Linked DNA regions of Rattus norvegicus: region 2 is linked to region 1. A link is a contact called in public Hi-C data. All regions are on one chromosome and are shown on one strand. The core of a region is the stretch at or near the end of the contact, and the rest is flanking DNA. Distances in the headings are between cores, read along the strand shown. Region 1 overlaps Pbx1 (PBX homeobox 1). Region 2 holds the start of Pbx1 (PBX homeobox 1).

Evidence for each region. A called contact is a pair of places that touch in the nucleus more often than the background predicts.
Region 2: a contact with region 1 is called in a Hi-C map of the A7r5 cell line, with 4 times the contacts expected there. The contact joins the promoter of Pbx1 here to the enhancer-like site in region 1. A contact is called at or near these places in 9 of 12 Hi-C or Micro-C datasets (the A7r5 cell line, the Rat2 cell line, Schwann cells and 6 more) and 1 of 1 datasets of contacts at active chromatin or transcription factors (oligodendrocytes).

What each region holds. Positions count from the first base shown.
Region 1 is chr13:82,906,781-82,909,685 of GRCr8, forward strand. The region is part of intron 2 of Pbx1 (PBX homeobox 1); the gene reads right to left. Among named protein-coding and RNA genes, the nearest start is that of Pbx1, 210 kb to the right of the region's middle. Within about 2 kb of position 1,436, at least 12 of the 93 cell types and tissues checked have an H3K27ac peak or open chromatin away from gene starts, as enhancers often do. A contact at or near this core is called in the A7r5 cell line, where this site is marked.
Region 2 is chr13:83,119,518-83,122,422 of GRCr8, forward strand. Pbx1 (PBX homeobox 1) reads right to left here and starts at 1,529. Exons shown (of 9, transcript NM_001134862.2): 1 at 945-1,529. The coding sequence starts at 1,135.

The DNA of each region.
Region 1 (2,905 bases), core at 186-2,685:
AGAAATAAGTGATACGGCTAACAGATGTGACGCTTCCTATTTATGGCTTGAAGTCAGTACTCTGGTGACTTGGAGACAAAATGTGTATTTAAAAGCTCCTTTTTATCTCTCCAGCACCATGCAAGACTCAAATGAACCTTTCACTGGGACACCGGAGATGTTAACACTCGTCCTCCAAGATCCAATTTCAACCAACCGAGCTGTTACCTAATCCAGCAGCCATCACATATGATCAGGTTGCCGCCTCCCTGATGGGTGCCCGGCACCCCTCCCTTCTTCCCATTCCATCTCCTGCCCAAGAGCTTTCCGTGAAACTGGGCTTTAAAGGGTCCCCATGCCTGTGCATGCTGGTGCATCCAGGGTTCTAACAGCCCCACTGGCTGTACCTAACACCAAGGTATTTATCCCGGTTTAGGTAATAATTCTTAAAGAAGGAGTTTCCTACCCACAAATCACCCCCTCCCATTCCAATAAAGACAGAGACCAGTCACGACGGGTAAGTGATTTACACAGAGGTTGTCACAGTCTTTAGAAGGCACCAGAAGTCACATTGCTGTTATCACTTGCCCTAGGGTTAATCCTGTGCTAAAACTCCAGAGATAAGGAGATTGTCACAGCCTGGTTGAAGCAGCTCTCACAACTGGCCACCTGCGGTTCAATCTTTATTTATTTTCTTCACACAAGGAGAAAAACAAACCAAACCCAAAGGCACATTCAAGAGAGCCAGTGGGAGGGCTGTGCAAAGGATTGTTTTGTCCTTGGCTGAGCAATACAGCTCGGGAACCGCTCCCTGCTGGTGCCCACTAGAGGGCACTCTCTCCCCACCGAGGACTTGTTTAAAGGGTCCCAACAGCCACCAACATCTCCATGGAGCTGGGGAACTGGGATCTGCTCAGATTTGAGCTCCCAAATGTGGGCAGACGGGGAGGAGAGCATATTAGCAGAGGACATTGTTTCAGGGTATGGAGTAAAACTTGAAACTCGCTTAGCTGGGCCAGATAAAGAGACCATTGGAAAAGATAACCCCTGGACAGACACAAGGCTAAAAAGCCTCTTCATGGTTTCAAAGCACCAAGGCAGAAGCTAGATTTTTACAGTCTCTGGAGCAGTTTGGAGTTCTGTCTTTCCAAGACGAGCTACCAACCCCAAGCCAGGCAGGACTTTGAAGCCAGTGGAGGAGCTAGGAGTAGTCTGCCCTTGTACTTTTAGAAACTGGAAAATGTTTAGCCCCTGGGACCCTTTGTGCACACTGAATTGCATCATCACCTGGCAATATAAACACAAACTCTGCTAGCACACTTACAGATTATAAAGGTGGGTAACTTTGCTAAAAATAAGGCAGGCTCCTGCCACCAAGAGAGTGAGCTCCTAGAAGCCAGTGGTGACCCAGCATGATCTCATGACTCAGGTATCGTGCATCTATTCAGGTCCTTTCAGAGCTCTTGTGCACGCAGCCGAGTAGGATGTAGGACTACGGCATCTTAGGCATCTGTGTCCCGCCACCCTTCTAGGCCAGGCAGTTAGTTCCTGGTGTGTGCACCCCCCTCCGGTTCTAAGTTGTACAGAGAGAACGCTTTTTCTCTCCCATCTCTTCCACACCCATTTCCCAAAACTAAGATCTGCCTTTCAAATGTGACCATTCTAAACAAGTAAGACTATGCTGACATTAAGGCAATGGCTTTTGGAGTGAGGGAGAGCCAAGCACAGGACCAGTATCTGTGAAGGGTTTCTCTGAGGCCTAAGATTACACCAGCTGCTTTCAGATTTGTAGATCTCCGCCACCCCACTACTCCACCACCCCGACCTTTCAGGGTGTGTCATTTCTGACAGGCACAGTCATCATCCACATACTGGTGGACACTCCTCCAGCAGGAAAAGGACTAAGCTAGGCGCTGATTCTTCTAAACCGTGTCGGGACCCATATCTCCCATTCCTTAGTAGCCTGAAGCTTGGGGTTGTACTTATGGGCGCTCATCCCTCCCAGTTCTCAAGCCTCTTCTGTCTTTGATGAAAAGCTGTCTTGGTGAGTTATTTTAAAGAGTCGTCTATCAAGTAAATGGAAATGATTAACCATTTGATTTCCCCAGTTTCACAATCCGGCATTTACAGGCAGCTGCCAGACAACGGTTGATGGATAGGCTCAGGAGAGAGCCTATCGGAGTTCACTGTCGGAACTCAGACTGTAGAGGACCAAGCGGGAATCTTCCTGGCTGCTGGCCTAGAATGGCCTCTTCAGAGGATTCCAGTGCACAGAATCTGGAGATCTGGGAATCACTCTGATACACGGTATTGTCCCCTTCGAATCACACAGGAGTTTGTTCGGGTCAGTGGTCTCCTAAAGTGTCACCATTTGGTATGAAGACAAGATATCTTTCAATCCTTGCAATATTTTCCTGGGTTCATTAATGAGCAGGTATATATAAACAGCATATGGGATCAGAAAAGGACTTGTCAACTTCCTTCCAACAACGAGATAGTGAGGTCTTCAAGTGTTTCAGTGCGAGCATATTTACGGAGTGTTTCTTATGGTATCATGGCTGCCCTGATTTTCAAAGGGTGCTCTAGCCAGGAACTGGAAAATGCACTCATTTCTTCCCACTTGGCCCAGAGCCGCAACACGTGCACTGCGGGTGAAGTTTTAAGGCAGGAGATGAAAACAAAAATACAGGGTACTCTTGGGGATGGTTTTTACTATTTTGAGCATTTATGTTTAGGAGTTTTCTCTAGAGACCTACCAAGTTTTTCCCGTCTTTTCTCTGGGCTAACTTCTGGCCCTTCTGGTCACAGGACTTGTACTTCTCAAGGGATGTACGGGCATGGATCCCATTCACACGTTCCCTGCTTGGCACACCGAGTCTCCCCGGGCCAGCTGGCAGGGAGAAAGCTAACTCACTGGACAACAGGC
Region 2 (2,905 bases), core at 279-2,778, 210 kb after region 1:
CATAAAAACCATCAGCTTCCATTTCAATTAAGGAGCACTCTCGGTGATCCTGGAAGAGGCTTGGGGCAGAAAATATGGTTGGCATTTGTTCCCACCCCTTTAGAAAGGACCACACATAGGTGCCTCTGTCCTGGGGAAGGTGAGGCGAGCAACTCAAATAAGAGACAATAAAGTTAACCTAAAAATCGGAGTCTCTTAAAACTAACAAACAGCCCTCAAAAAGGCAAAATTGTCTTTCCTTTCTTCCTATTTCCTTTTTCTAAAAACAGAACGGAGTGACTGCAAGGTATTTTCTTACTATCTGACATCTACTAACACAGAGCTACCTTCCTTTTTTGTTCGCTTGTTTGTTTGGGGTGGGGAGTGAGGAAAAAAAGAAAAAAAAAAAGAAAAGACCAAATAATAATAATTACTATTACAGAAGGGTAAGTGAAGAAGGAGAGAAAAAAAATCAAACTTGCTGAATTAGCTTAGGAGTCAGTGGAATCTGCAAATAAAGTGTTCTTGGGACATTTTTTATTTTGTCATGTTCCGAAGTCCCTCAACTACCGAAGGCATGGAATGCCGCTCGGAACTTGACAATTCTGCTTCCTTCGTACACTTTTTTAAAGCTGTAAAAAAGTGCCGAGGGCCGCTTTCGGATTAGTTGGCAGTATTTTCGGCGTGGCTGCGTGTTTTTGTGCATTCATACAAAAAACCTCTAACAGACACACACGCACAATATCTACACACAGCCATATCTCGGCACGGGCGATCACACTTTCGATAACAACGCTTCTTTAAATTTTACTCCTCCGCCATAGAGTTGCTTGTCAAAATGAGGAAAGAAACAACATTTTAAAAGAAAGCGCTGTGGTGATTCAGTTCCCATTGTTTCCCCCTGCGAGAGGGAGGGAAAAAAAAAAAAAAAAAACAAGAAAGGCAAAGAAAAGCCTCCATCTCACCTGGCCTGCGCTTCATCCAAACTCTGGTCTGTGATGGTCATAATTTGCTGTAAAATGTCCCCGATGTCCTGCTTCCTCCCGCCCTCCCCCTCGGTCCCTCCGGCCCCATCCTGCAAGTGCTGGGACAGGCCGGGGTGTCCGGCCATCCCGACCCCAGCGTGGGAATGCATCAGCCTCGGCTGCTCGTCCATCTCTGAAGGCTCCGGCAGCCCCGGCTCTTCCTCTTCGGCTCCTCGGCTCGGCGCCTGGGAAGCACCGAGGCTTTTTATCCTTCAAGCTGTCTTCAAATCCTTTTCAGGATAAACAGGGACCAGGGTTTAAAAAAAAAAAGAAGAAGAAGAAGAAGAAGAAGACCAAAAGGGAAAAAAAAAATCTCTTTGCCTCTTTAGAGGATGGTGGGAGGATGGGGAGGGGGAGGGGGCGTGAAGGGGTTGCGGGGTGAGGGTGGGGATAAGGGCTGGTGGGGAAGGGTGTTGACTCCAAAAAAGCAAGAAAAATAAACCACCTTCCCACTTGGCGAAAAGAAATCAGAGCTGCCTTTGGGTTTTTCAGTCCGATCTCCTGTGCAAGGCAGAAATGGGCTCCCGACGCTTAAATCTGTGGCTTAATCCGTTTGCAAATATGCATTGATCGGGAGAAAGGAGAGGAAGGCAGGGGGATTGCAATGCAAACTTTCCCCCCCACCCCCCGCTGCCCCCCACCCCCACTCCGGGCCAGAGTGATCTCAAAGGGGGTGGGCTGTAGCAGAAGCCAGATCTCCCCCAGCCGTGGCGGCAGGCAAAACCCAAGCTCTCTCCTCCTCCGTGTCTCTGCAAACTCCAGCAGCCCCGTCAGCCTCCTGCTTTTGTTTAGCCCAGGCTCAGGACTCCAGAAACATATACAGAAAAACCACAGCCTGAGAGGAGGAGGAGGAGAAGGAGGAGGAGGAGGAGGTGGAGGAGGAGAAGGAGGAGGAGGAGGAGGAGAAGGAGGAGGAGGAGGAGAAGGAGGAGAGGGGAGGGGGCCGAGGGAAGGGGGGAGGGGGCGGAGAGGCCAGGAGGCGGGGGTCAGAGGAGGGAGGAGGGATTCTGAGCCCCGCCCCCCTCTCTGATTGGCCAGTCCGGAAAATGGGCTCCTCCTCCACCTACTTTCCACCCTACGCCGCCTCCTCGGCCTCCTTCAGCTCCTCCTAGCCCGGGAGTCTTGTCAATCAGAGTTCAGAGGTGGGCCGGGAAGGGGGCGGAGCCACGACCCAGTCTCCAGTTCTTAAAGGCGCAGAGAGACCTTAGCTCCGGCTCTTGTCTGCTTAGGCTGCGTCCTTGAGGAAAACGTGGCTCCACTTAAACGCAAGACTGTAAAATTAACACGAAAGCACACAGACCGTGTGGATCCCTCCGCCCCACCCCTCGTTCGTCTACGCGGTGACGCTGCGGTAGTAAACTTGGTTCTCTGAAATCTTAGACCTCGGGGAAACTGTTGAGAGCAAAACTTTGTTATATGACGTAGTTAGTAAATAAAATCGAGCTGCTAAGATAATGAATAATGATCTCTAATAGGTGAAAGTCGAGATAGTAAGTAATTTGCAAAACCTCAACTCTATGCCCGCAAAGAGAATATGAATTGTCATTTTTGTGGCATAGACACTAGCTAAAGTGTGGACTTTGAAACCAAATAAAACTCAAGAAAAATACCAATAAATAAGTTTACCAAAAGAAACGAATTCAACAATTCTCTTCCCCCGCGAGGGAAGTTGGTTATTTGGCTTAAACACTTAATAAGGGACTGCATTATCACAGTCTGGTTCTAGTTTTTAATATAGTCTAATAAGCATTAATAACAGGGAAAAGAAGGAAACTGACATTTATTGAATGCCTACTATGCACAAAGTAATTTACTTGAGTTATTGTATTTAATCCCCAAGACATCTCTGTGAATTGTGGGTTATTATTGTCCTTCCACAGAGAGGGAACTCGCAAAGGTTA